2 separate regions of the Manis pentadactyla genome follow, and region 1 is linked to region 2. A link is a contact called in public Hi-C data. All regions are on one chromosome and are shown on one strand. The core of a region is the stretch at or near the end of the contact, and the rest is flanking DNA. Distances in the headings are between cores, read along the strand shown. Region 1 holds the start of LOC118932395 (protoheme IX farnesyltransferase, mitochondrial). Region 2 holds the start of HS3ST3B1 (heparan sulfate-glucosamine 3-sulfotransferase 3B1).

Region 1 (5,712 bases), core at 1,427-3,926, 160 kb after region 2:
TGACTGTGAAATCAGTCCTCTGATATTCAAGGTGTGTTATTTTTGTTGCTGTTTGGATTTTTTTTTTACGGTGTATATTTTTCCTTTTTGGCCTTGATACTGTTTTTTGGAATAACAGTTTTTCAATACTAAAAGATTATGTTCAGAAGACATCAAGGTTTTATTATTCTGGGCCTTCATTTCAAAACCTGTTTTGAGTTCATTTGTCATTCATTGTCAGATGACAAATGCATTTTGCTGAGGGAAAGAACCATCTTGGAAAATACTTCTCAAGATTAAGTAGGTCAAACTAAAGTTTTTACAGAATCGTAATTCAAAAAAAATAAGCTAGGAAACTGTACTTGTAAATGATGAAAACACTTCATTTAGTCAAAACATATCAATCTCTATGAATAAGTGCCTAGAAATAGAAAGACATTTCAGCCCTAGGTAAGTGAACATAGGTTTGAAGATACACAGGGCTTAACAACAGATACATAAAAAATCTGGAAACTTGACCATATCCATTATTCACCATTAACAATGAGTCATGATTACAGGGCTTTCAAAATGAGGTGAGCAGACATATAACTGAAAGGTCCTGGCAATGTTTTAATGGCTATAAAATCCTCTGAACTTTTAGGAGCAAAACCAGACATGACCTCCGGACATCCAGCAGAGTTCTCGTTTACCTTTTTGCCACCGCTTCCCACCATGCTGCCTCCATATCAAGCCCCTGTAGCGGGTCTTCCAAGTGGGTCAGACTAGGTTGTACAGACTACTTACTAGCATTTTTTTGGCAATTATGTTCATAACTTTAGGAAGCTGCCTCTTAATTCCTCCCACACAAGCATTGGAAGACTTATCCAGCAAAAAAACCACATGAACCTTACGCAGTCCACTTACTAGAACTGGGGAATTCTGAGCAGTCAAATAAAACTGTCCTATAGAGAACTGAAAAATACAGAACTGAAAGGCAGAAAAGATAGTATGAGGAATGCACAGTAGAATAACCTCCATAAAAGGTGGTAATTCAAGTAATGAAAAAGGATGAGCTCTCTAAGAATTGAGAGATAGAGTTAGGATCAAAGAACACTCACTGTCAGTAACCATAAAAGGTAACAAAGAAAAAATCAAGAAGAATCACAGGCCTTTTAGTTATATACAATATGGAAAACTTCAATCATACACAATAGCAAAAGACTATAAAGAGCCCCCATTACTTCTCCTCCAGTTTCAGCAATTACAAAACCATAGCCAATCTTGTTTCATGTGTACTCCCCCTCATTTCCCACCCTCCTCCCCTCTTTTTGAACCAGAAGGGACCTTTGAGATCATCTAGTTCAAATGCCTCATTTTATAGATGAGTAAACTCAATCCATAAAACAAATAATATGCCCTGAGATCAAACGGCCAAAAGAGACCCATAAAATAACATTATGAGAAAAGAGAAAGAAAAGAATTTCATAGAGCCACTGTGCTCAACATTGCCAGATGCTGCAGAGAACTTGTGACAGCTGAGACCTGAAAAGTATTCTGGGATTTGACCAAACGGGAGTCCCTGGCTTCTCCTATCCATCTCCAGTATGGACCACCAGCAACACATTTCTCAAGAGCCATTAGTTACCATCTTGAACTCTGGGAGCAAAACAGTTCTCAGCCTCCTCTTTAAAACCTCCACAAGACAAATTTCATTCATTCAAAAATAATTACTGAGAGACAACAATGCACACCAGGTACTGTTTGGAGAACTGGGGACACGGGGATAAACCAGGCTAAAACTGTCCCTTGCTTCACAAGGTTTAAGTTCCAACTGGAAAAAACATAATAAACCGGCATATAAACAAGTACAGACTGTGCTAACCATCATGAAAGAAACAGTGATGTGAGAAGAGGGGCATGGAGCTCTGCTTTAGATAGGGCGTCAGGGTAGGCCTCTCTGAAATGGTTAGCATTGGAACTGAAACCCAGCAAAGGGCCAAGGAAACGCATTCCACCTTCAACATACAGTGGTTACAGGCCCTTCAAGTCGGAGGACTGTATGAGGGGCCTCGCTGACCGCAGAAAGCCGAAAGTCTGCGGGAGACTTCAGCAGGCTTTCTGCAGCTGTCATCATGACCCTCTTATACTGGAACGAGGCTTCCGAGTGACAGCAAAACACTTGCCTGTCCTCACGACGGTAACTTATCCTTGTCATTTACGAGAGGCAAAGAACCGAGGCTCTGCTAAGCCGAGAGGCTCGTGGAGCCCCAAGGTTCTCCTCCGTCCTCTCTCCTCCCGCCTCCAGGATATGAAAACCCAAAGCAGAACGAGACACCGCCCCTCCGGGGAGGGGACGCAGGCGGTGTGGACCACCGCGACCACACTTCAAAACTAGACCCTCGCTCCGTGGCCTCTCCGCTTCAGGCCACTGCAGACGTCTCTCCCCCGCACCGGCGCCCAGCCGACCTCGCCAAGGGCTCCCAAGGTTGCAACCAGCCGGAACCACGGCGTTACACGTGACAAAAAGAGGAGAATTTTCCAAAGTCGTGTCCGAGGGCGCGTGCAGTACCTGTCAGGAGGCGTGAGGAGAGAGTGTGCGGGGATGCGGCCATAACGCGCGAGTCTGGTCGCTCCCTGCAGCCCCGTGCCCTCTCTCCTCACCGGCTGCTGGGCGCCGCCATGTTCCTTCCCCGCCCCCTGTGGGAGGGGAACACTTCCTTCTCGTCACTTCCGGCGAGCGGGCCGTGGAACGGTACTGTTGTCGAGCTGCTGCTCGGGACCGGGCGGGCGGGACGGTGCTACGCCAAAGGCCGGAGGCCTGAGGTCCTTTTGGGAAATGCAAGGAGACCGGTGTGGCCAATATAACCGAAGGCAAGGCTGAGTTTTCCAGGCGTTCTCGTCCGCGCACAGTGACTTGGTGGGACGGGCAGGGCCTGGCTGCGGGCTGCGCGCGGGCATTTTAAAGTTATATTAGGGATCTTTCTTGGTGTCAGAGTCGCCCAAAGGAAATGGTTCTGGGGACGATACCTCCACCTTCCAACTGATCCGTTATAGTTTTGCTACAATGCTTGTCAGGCTGCAAGACCCGTGAGCTGGGGTGCTTGTCCCTAAACCACCCCAGGGAGCGGAATCAGAATACCTGAAGATGAAGGAGGTGCAAATAGTGGTTAAGACCGGCTCTGGAGTGAGATGGGTAGTCGCGTCCTGACTCCACCTCCTGGCCTTCTGACCTGCTTGAGCCAGTGACGTAAGTCCTCTGAACCTCAGTTATCCGGCGGTACGATGGGAGTAATAATAGTATGTAACTTACAGGATGGTTGAGAGCACTGAATAATGGCTGTCCAATGGCTAACCAGGCGCCTACTACGTATAGGCACTAATAAATTATCGTTAGTGTTGTGATGACTAGGGCAGATCTTGGCAGCGTTCCCTTCATCTGTTTTTAATTTTGGAGTTCCAGTAGCACTGAAGAAAAGAGATCCAGCTTTTGGAAAAGAAGAGAGAAATAGGTAACTGGGTTCTATAAGGGCCATTTCCGTCTGTCTGCTATGTTAAGGGGATACTTGTTTTGGTTCACCTCAGCTAACATTAGTGGGCGCTGAGGATGCTGAAAAAAATTGACTGTCCTCATCCTGTAGGAGCTTACATTAGACCAAGGGGGTCAGAGGAGTTGCCCTTGGCGTCAGTGTGGTAAGGGTAATGTAGAAAGTACTGCAGAAACACAGATGCATTACAGTTCTGCTGGGTCAGGAAAGGCCTCAGAGATTTAAACACCATATTTTAAACATACTGAGGAACAGTGGTTTTCCTGCATACAAGGAGGGGAAAGGGTAGTCCAGGAAGAGAAAAACAACATTGATTGCTATGTTTAAAGTTTTCAAACTCCTTGCATTTCCAAGTGCTTTTATAAACATTTACTATTCATATCCATAACAAATCTTTATGAGTAACATGTTTAGGGCTCAAAGAGTTTTAAATGATCTGCTCAAAGTCACCTAGATGCTGAATTCCAAAACGAAGATCAAAATCCCTTGCTACCTGTTACTATGTCATTTTCACCATACCATATGGCCTTGTACACCTACTCATCTTGAAGTATCAGAGTTTCTGTGGTTTATAAGCGCAGTATTTCAACTTTGGCTGCCTATCAGAATCACCTGTAGGGCTTTAAAAAGTACAGATGTCTAAGCCACTCCCAGACTTATTAAATCAGAAGGGGTGTGGATTGTATGGAAGGAACTTGTAATTTTCTTTTTAAAGCACCGCGGGTGGTTTTGGTACCAGAACTGAGAATTAACTGGATTCCAGCCTTTATTTTTTTTAACTTTACATCACAGCTATATCTAAAAGGTCAATTACATGGATGTTGTATTTCATCTACTCAGAAAATATAAGTTCCCAAGTTCTTTAGGCTTATGATAGACAAGGAGTTTAATAGACACGTTCCTCCTTGGCCAACAGATTTTTCCTTCGCATAATCCTTGCTGAAAATAGGGGCAAGATGTGAATAGGGCAAAGCTCAGCAGCATAGGGCAACCTATGAATGAATGCATAGGTTTTCATTTATTAAGAGAAACCAGAGTAAATGTTTTCTGGGAAAAATGCTTTGAAAATGAACACATCCTAGCTTGATTGGTCAGGAAGTGCAATTATCTGTCGAATATTTTTCACTAAGTCTAGGTCAGTAGCCTCAAAGCATACTCTCTAGAAAATTAATCTCTGGAGATGCTTCTAGAAAGGAGGGTTCCATGGCTATATACATTGATATTTGCCACCTATAGATGCAAAGGAGGCTATGATTAGCTTAGGTCAGTCAGAGTCGATCATTGTGGACATCAACATACTGCTGTCCCAAATCAGATTAAAGTCATGTTAAAACTGAGTAAGTAGGGAATGGATGTTAGGTAGGCACCTAAAATGTCATAACTTTGTTGAACCTATTTTCCAAACATTTTCAACACTACCCATTTTGTGAAATACCATGAAAACATGGGAAATGCTAGCCTTGTACATGTGTGTGCACACGCACACACAGCCCAACTCATGAATGATTTTGGAGATTGGAATATGTTCGTATTGACAATTTTTACATATTCTAAGGTGAATCAGACTTAGTTTGCAACTGTCTTGCTTCATTAGACTTAGTTTTCCTGGATAGGTTTCTTTAGGAAACTCCATATATAAGCTCTGTCCTTTAATCAATGTAGATTAGTAGGATTTGTAGAGATAGACTTTAGACATCCATGCAACTCAACTTTCACTTCATAGATTTGGAAACTGAGGTCCAGAGAGGTTAATTTACTCTGAGTGATTCTGTCTCCAGATATCCAGGCCAGCATTTTTTCATCTCATACTGTCTGTCCTGTCCCATGCTCTACCTGTAGCATCTTCACTAATGAAATGATGTGCAACATGGATATTACTGGGCATGCTGCTCAGAGTCAAGCTTTTGGAAAGATAGTCAAAGGGATTAAAAGACTACATTTCAACTTCACATCATCTCTTTGGAGTCGGTCTCGTGAGATCCCTGGTCTTTAGATTTTCCTCTCGGAACATACTCCCCACCCCTACCCATCTCCCTGACGGCTCCTTCCCTGATCCCATGATTTGGGGAGTGGGTGGTGACAAGACAGGCCTGGGTATGTTCCTGATGGGAAAGGGGCCCAGGAAAAAGGTGGCTACCCAGACTTCCAGTCAGACAAGGTCCCACCAGGTCCAGTTCTGCTCACCAGAGTTAGGGCTTCCCCCCAA
Region 2 (5,987 bases), core at 3,430-5,929:
CTGCGCTACTGTTTAGGCCAGGCCACTGGTTAGGCTGGACTGTGTATCAAAGATTAAACCCACTAATGACTCGCTCGGACACTGCCAGGATCTCGTTCTCCAGCAGATTACGATGCTGACCCTTGGATTCAACCATCAACGCCCATAGTTTTTTAATGCCTTCGAAATGTCTGAAGGACTTCAAAATGTCTCCCTTCTCTCCAATTTTCCAGTTTTGAGGACTTGTTTTAACCACGTTTCTAAACTGCAATTCTTCTCTGGTTAATTATTATTTATACTCTTCTCCCATCTTCTGCCAGACCGCACGCAAGCAGCGGGAGAGACAGACAGTGAAGCACACCTCTGGCCGCAGCGAGGCCGCTCAGCTCAGAGGGCCCCCTCCAGGGCGAAGGGTGCTCCCTGGGAACCGAATTTTAGGAAAAGCGGTCTGGGTAAGCGTCCGCTCCCGGTGTGGTCTCTTAAGTTCAAACAGCTGCCTTCAAAATACTTATGAAGTCAACACACTGCCCAGACATCCAACATATCCTTCATTAATTAGAAGTTTTTAATTAAGCACATGGTATTTACATGATTTTTTCCCCTTCAAAACATCCACTAGCCCTGCGGCCACGCCCGGCGCTGCTGGAGCGGTCTGGGAAGGCGGTGTCTGGGGCGAGTGGCGGGGTGGGCAGTCTCCTCCTTGCGCCACCCGGTCCTCGGGGTCACCGCGCGGGCCCTCGGCCCCTCGGCCCTGTCCGTCCTGCTCATCAGTTTAGGGAGATGGCTCCGGAGGACGGTGGACTTCCCGCCTCCCGCGGCCTAGCCAAGCCCCCGCGGCCCCCAAGTCCGGACGCCCGGCGCCGCCGCTCGCCACGCGGTCCCCGGACGCCGGTCCGCCCGAGGCTCCAGGGCTGCGCTCCCCGCGGCCGGCAAGCCGCGAGGGTTTCCAGCCCTACTCCGTCCTTTATTCAGCGTTTTTGAGTCAGTCACAGGCAATGTGGCAGGTGGAGGGCGGCCGCCTAAGAAATGGAATGAATCTTGCAGTGGGGATTTCCACTACGTGCCTCGGGTGCTTCTAAAACCTCCTGGCTCTAAGGATTCGGTTATTTTCCTGCCAGTTCCACCCAACCCGGCCCCCCAGTGCGTCTGATCTCTGAAAACCCCGGGCTGCCTCCGGCCTCTGGTGGGTTCCACCTGGAAGCGCGCTAGTTCCAGCCTGCCACCCCGGCTCCCGGAATCCTCTCCCCGGGAGGAGGGGGAGCGGTGGGGCCTGAAGTAATACTAACAATGCCGTTGGTGACAATAGCTAACAATGAGAGAGACCCCCACGCGCCCACACAGCACCCGGCGGCACCGGCACCGCCCGCCCCGCCCGTGATCCCACTGCACGGATGAGAGCGCCGAGGCTCGGCGCCCCGCTGGCCGGCAGAGCCAGGGCGAGATCTACAGGGATCCCGAACCCCCATTCTTACACGCCGTGTCCGCGGCCGGGAACCGGGGGGGGGGGGCGACTGTCACGCCTGGCTAACCTTCGGGACTTGCGCAACTCCTGACAATAATAAAAACATTAAGGACAAAAGGGAGGAGGAGGGAGAGGCTGGGAAGAGAGCGGTTTTAATCCGATGGGTCAGCCCCCTTTCATCTTCCGTCCTCTCCTGTTGCCGAAAGGGGGATGGGGCAGGGAGTGGGGATCGGGTCCACTCTCCTTGTTTTCCGAGGCCTCGAGCCTCTTGGAGGCTAACTGGGCCTGGAGGGGTGCTGGGAACTCGATGGAGTCATGCTTGTGAGAGTTGAGGGGTGATGGCAGGAGAGATGGGGTGCGGGCCGGGTCCCCGGCTGGAGACAAGGTTTCCTAAGGCCGGGGTCTGGACCCACCCGTGCCCCACCGGAAGGAGCTCTGTCAACCCAGCTGCTCACTCCGAAGACCAGCAGCTGCTGGAAGCGCTGGGCAGAGGTCGTGATTATTACCCCGGGGCCTCTGTCCCTTCGGAACGGGACTCACAACCCGACCAGGAGCTGAGTTTTAGGAAGCCCGACCTCCCGGAACCTACATTTCTCAAACAATGAGCCCCGAATGTTCTTTGCGCCCCGACGAATAAAGGGCCAGCGGAGACTCACGTCTCTGTCCGGGCTCTCCCAGCACCCAGACAGAGGTGGCGGAAACCGGCGGGCTGTGCCCGGGACGCCGTAAAGCCTTCAAAGCCGCGCGCCGCCGCTGCCGGCTGCAGTACGTGCCTTTGCCCGACAGGGACCAGCACCGCTCCACGCTCAGCGCGCAGCCGGCCCGCGGGGCGTAGACTCAGGGCCACCCGCCCAGCCTGTCCTTCCGAGACCGTGCAGCTCTCCAGTGAAGCGGATCTGACCCTCTTCGGGTTCCAGCAAGGGGGAGCACTGTACCCGAAAAGTTAATAACTGCGGTCTCTCCCACCCCCATCCCCATATGAGGAGCTGCTCTAAAAGGTGGTCACGGGAGGAAGCCGCGACTGGCAGGGCGCAGAACACCTCTGGCTCCTAGAGGAAAAAAAAATCCCGAGGAACACTGAATTGTTTGGTTTGGGACCCGGGCACAGTTTGGGAGTTGCGCGCTTCCCTAAGTGGCATCCCGGTCGCTGCCCCCTCTTCAAGGAGAGCTCGCCTGATTCATTCTAGGGCCCCTAGGACCACTGAGCCTTCGGAGCTCCTCGAAAAGTTTCTCTGGGTGGTGGCGACAGCGGAGCCCCGTGCACCCCGAACCGCGTTGGGGCGGGTTTCTGCACACCACCACCCAGCCTGCACCGCGCTGTCGTCCCTCTGCCCCTCCCTGTCCCCGGTGGTCCGAGGCTGTTCCTCCTACCCCCCAGTGTCACTTCCCCAGCACATGCCACGTCTCCCTCCTCTCCACGTCTGGATTGCGTCGGGCGCCCCTAACCCTGCCCCTGGCGGAGAAACTCACCGGTACCAGGCGAGGCCCTTGTCGTAGCTGCGGTCGAAGAAGTGGGGCTCGGCGCCCACGGCGCGCACGTCTGGGTGCACGCGCAGGAACTCCAGCAGCGCCCGCGTGCCGCCCTTCTTCACGCCGATGATGATAGCCTGAGGCAGCTGCTTGCTCCCGGACCCACTGAAGAAGCTGGAGATGGGGCTTGGGGAGTCCGGCGCCTCAGGACTTTGCTCCTCCTGACCCGCGGCGCTCTCGGCAATGTCCCTGCCCGCACTCAACGAGGTGACTGGCACCGCCTGGAACGGCAGCCTGGGGGGAGTCCCGTCGGCACCCGTGGCCAGGGCTGGCGGGGCGCGGGCGGCGTGGGACCCCGAGCCCAGCAGCAGCAGCCCTCGCGCGGCGGCACACGAGCCGGCGCACGAGTACAGGAACATGTACAGCCAGATGCAGAGCATGGCGAAGAGCAGCGCTAGCTTCCTCCTCACCGCTGGCGGGGGCGGCGGCGGCTGCCGTAGGAGCCCGCCGGGGACATCGAGGCAGGATCGGCCGCCGCTCAGGCGCTGCCCCATGCGCTGCCCGCGGGCGCGGCGAGAGACATGGCTCAGCACATGGCGCGGGTCCCGCCGCAGCAGTGAGCGCGGAGAGGACACCCGGGGAGTTCGGCTTATTGACTCCGTACGCCCGTGGCCGGCGCAGCGGCTGCAACTGCTCTTCCCCAGGTGGCGGCGGCAGCTGTAGCTGCGGCGGCTTCTGACATGTTGCCCGGGCGGAGACGCAACTGGAGAGAAAGTCTGGGTGGCGGCAACTGCTAGCCGAGGGGCTGTTCCTGCTGCGCGATGCCCAGCTCGGGGCCGGAACGCTGCCCTTCTGTGCCCTGGCCACTTCAGACGGAGCGCACGGCGGCTCGCCGGGGCTGCCTCCTCGCGGACCTGCGACCCGAGCCTGTGAGCAGCGCCGGCACTTCCCCGCGGAGGCTGCGAAGAACTGCGCAGGAAGAGAGCCCCTGACCGAAGTGGAGTGGGCGGGCCCTGCCTTCCGGAGCGACGGGTCGCTCCACCTACCAGACTCCCCGAGCGCCATGCAAATACAGGCGCTCCGCTGAGGGTTCGGCAGCCAACCGGCTCCCGGAACGTAGGGGTGTGGAAAAGATTTGGAGCGGTGGAGAGCGGTCGAGGGTTGCTATTGGCTGTGGGGCAAGGGGCGGTCTCAAAGGGGCGAAGCCAGGAGCTTGTGACAGGAGCAGATGGTCGGAAGGATGCTGGAGTGACCCAGCGTGGGGAGTGTCCCACCCCGCCGAGCGGTGCGCTTCGGCGCTCGCGCTCCAGGAGCCAGCCGAGGCTGTGACTGCCCATACGTTGGGACACGAGTCCCCATCCAGATGTTTCGCGGGCTGGCGTGTGATGCGAGTTTATCTTGTGGAGTGGGGAGGACGTTGGAGGAGCAAGACCCGGGCGGGAGGTGCCTGCAGCTCCCCAAACAGCCCACCCTGTGCCGGGGGTTCGGAGGGGGCGCCCTCCGGGACAGGCACAGGTTTTGGAAGTTTAAGTGGAAAGCATGTTTGGAAATCCCTGTCAGCTTTTTTTTTTTTTTTTTTAATTCTTTCCTTATTCTCTGGCAGGAGTTCTCTCTCTCAGGTTGCCGGTTAACTGGAACCCGGGTAAACTGTCCTTTGGAAAAATCTACCTTAGGTACAGAAACAGGGGGCGCGAAGGGAGAAATTAACAGCGAGATATGGTGTCCTCAAATGTTTCCTGTCAGAAAAGTGAGTGTGAAAGGCACGTGTAGAAAGTTTTGTTCGGATATGAGTTTGTTGGGGACGTTAAGTTTAAGCAAATACTCCATCTCCCCATTTTCCTGAATAAATAAATATTTAAATATTCAAGACAACATTAGCCTTCATTTAGGTAACAGTTTGGTTTGCCGACCAGTTACACTAATTATTAGGTGTTTTTTCCCTTTTTTTTTTTTTAAGTCAAACGTCAATCGGAGCATATCGATCACGGAGTTGCACTTACTGAACTGCGGAAGTCCGCTCGGGTCTCTCTCCCTGGTCCTCTTCCCACAGCGACCCTCTCCGGGCGCGGGGCGGCGGGGCCTCCCCTTTCTGGGAGCTGTGACCGCTCTCTGGGGGCGCTCGGCCGCGGGGGCGAGCCCTGCTGCGTCCCTTCGGAGCGAGGAACTTGGGAGGCTCAAGTTCCTACCGGGAGTGTTCGGGAAGTTTTTGATCCCTGCAGGCGGCCCCGGCGGGGCCAGCGGGCTCCAACGCCCGGCTTCGCGCGGTTCCAGGACAGATGCCGCTTCCGATCCCGACCCCAGTGGGCCCCCTGGCTGAGTGTCGCCCCCGAGGTGACTCACCGCGAGCCTCCGCCCACGCTGCCTTGCCCTGTCCGCGCCAGCGAGCGCAACCCACTGGCCCGAGCCCTGTCCCTCTGCCGCGCCGTCCCAGGCTAGTTCCGTGCCAGCCCCCGCGCACTCTCACCCCCTTCTTGAGTAAACGTCTCCAAGTGTCCCAGGTCCCCGCAACCCGACTCCGGGTCCGTTCCCCCGCGTCAGGAGCACCCTGAGAAAGCCAGTCTGCCGTTAGCACCTCCTGTGCCAGCACGTGCGGGACGAACCCCGGAGTCGGCCACCCCGGGACCCACGCACCGAGCTGTGCTCCGCGCGACCTCCTTGTAACTACCTTGCGCCCAAGACACTTTCCTACAAAACTGGTGAGGGGGAAATAATTTAGGTAGAGGATTTTTCTACCCCTTCCATATCCGCAAGGAGAATTTCTTTCCAGCTTTTCCTTACCCCTAGGGCCGGGATGTTGTATTGTTCTTCGGAAGTGACTGATGCGCCCTTAATTTTTTATTTAATTAAACTTCTAAAACAGAAGAATGTATTTCTGAGCATTAGTCCGACTCTATTTTGGAAATGAGAGAGGAAAATGTTAGCGTCTCCAAAGAGTGGGTCTCAAAATTCACGTTATTTCAACAGGGAATGAAGTTGTGTCTTCCATCTTTAGGCGACTACGAGTCTGTTGACTTGTTGGTTTGAGGGTGCGGGTAATACGGGTTTATGATTTGTATGTGTTCAAGAAACTTGCACC

Evidence for each region. A called contact is a pair of places that touch in the nucleus more often than the background predicts.
Region 1: a Hi-C map of fibroblasts shows a contact between it and region 2, with 4 times the contacts expected there. The contact joins the promoter of LOC118932395 here to the promoter of HS3ST3B1 in region 2. A contact is called at or near these places in 2 of 3 Hi-C or Micro-C datasets (fibroblasts and skin fibroblasts).

What each region holds. Positions count from the first base shown.
Region 1 is chr4:124,665,549-124,671,260 of mManPen7.hap1, forward strand. It overlaps LOC118932395 (protoheme IX farnesyltransferase, mitochondrial), which reads right to left and starts at 2,677. Exons shown (of 7, transcript XM_036925820.2): 1 at 2,531-2,677. The coding sequence starts at 2,573. LOC118932405 (a long non-coding RNA gene) reads left to right here and starts at 2,702. Exons shown (of 3, transcript XR_008997149.1): 1 at 2,702-3,208.
Region 2 is chr4:124,502,814-124,508,800 of mManPen7.hap1, forward strand. HS3ST3B1 (heparan sulfate-glucosamine 3-sulfotransferase 3B1) reads right to left here and starts at 4,680. Exons shown (of 2, transcript XM_036925818.2): 1 at 2,912-4,680. The coding sequence starts at 4,248.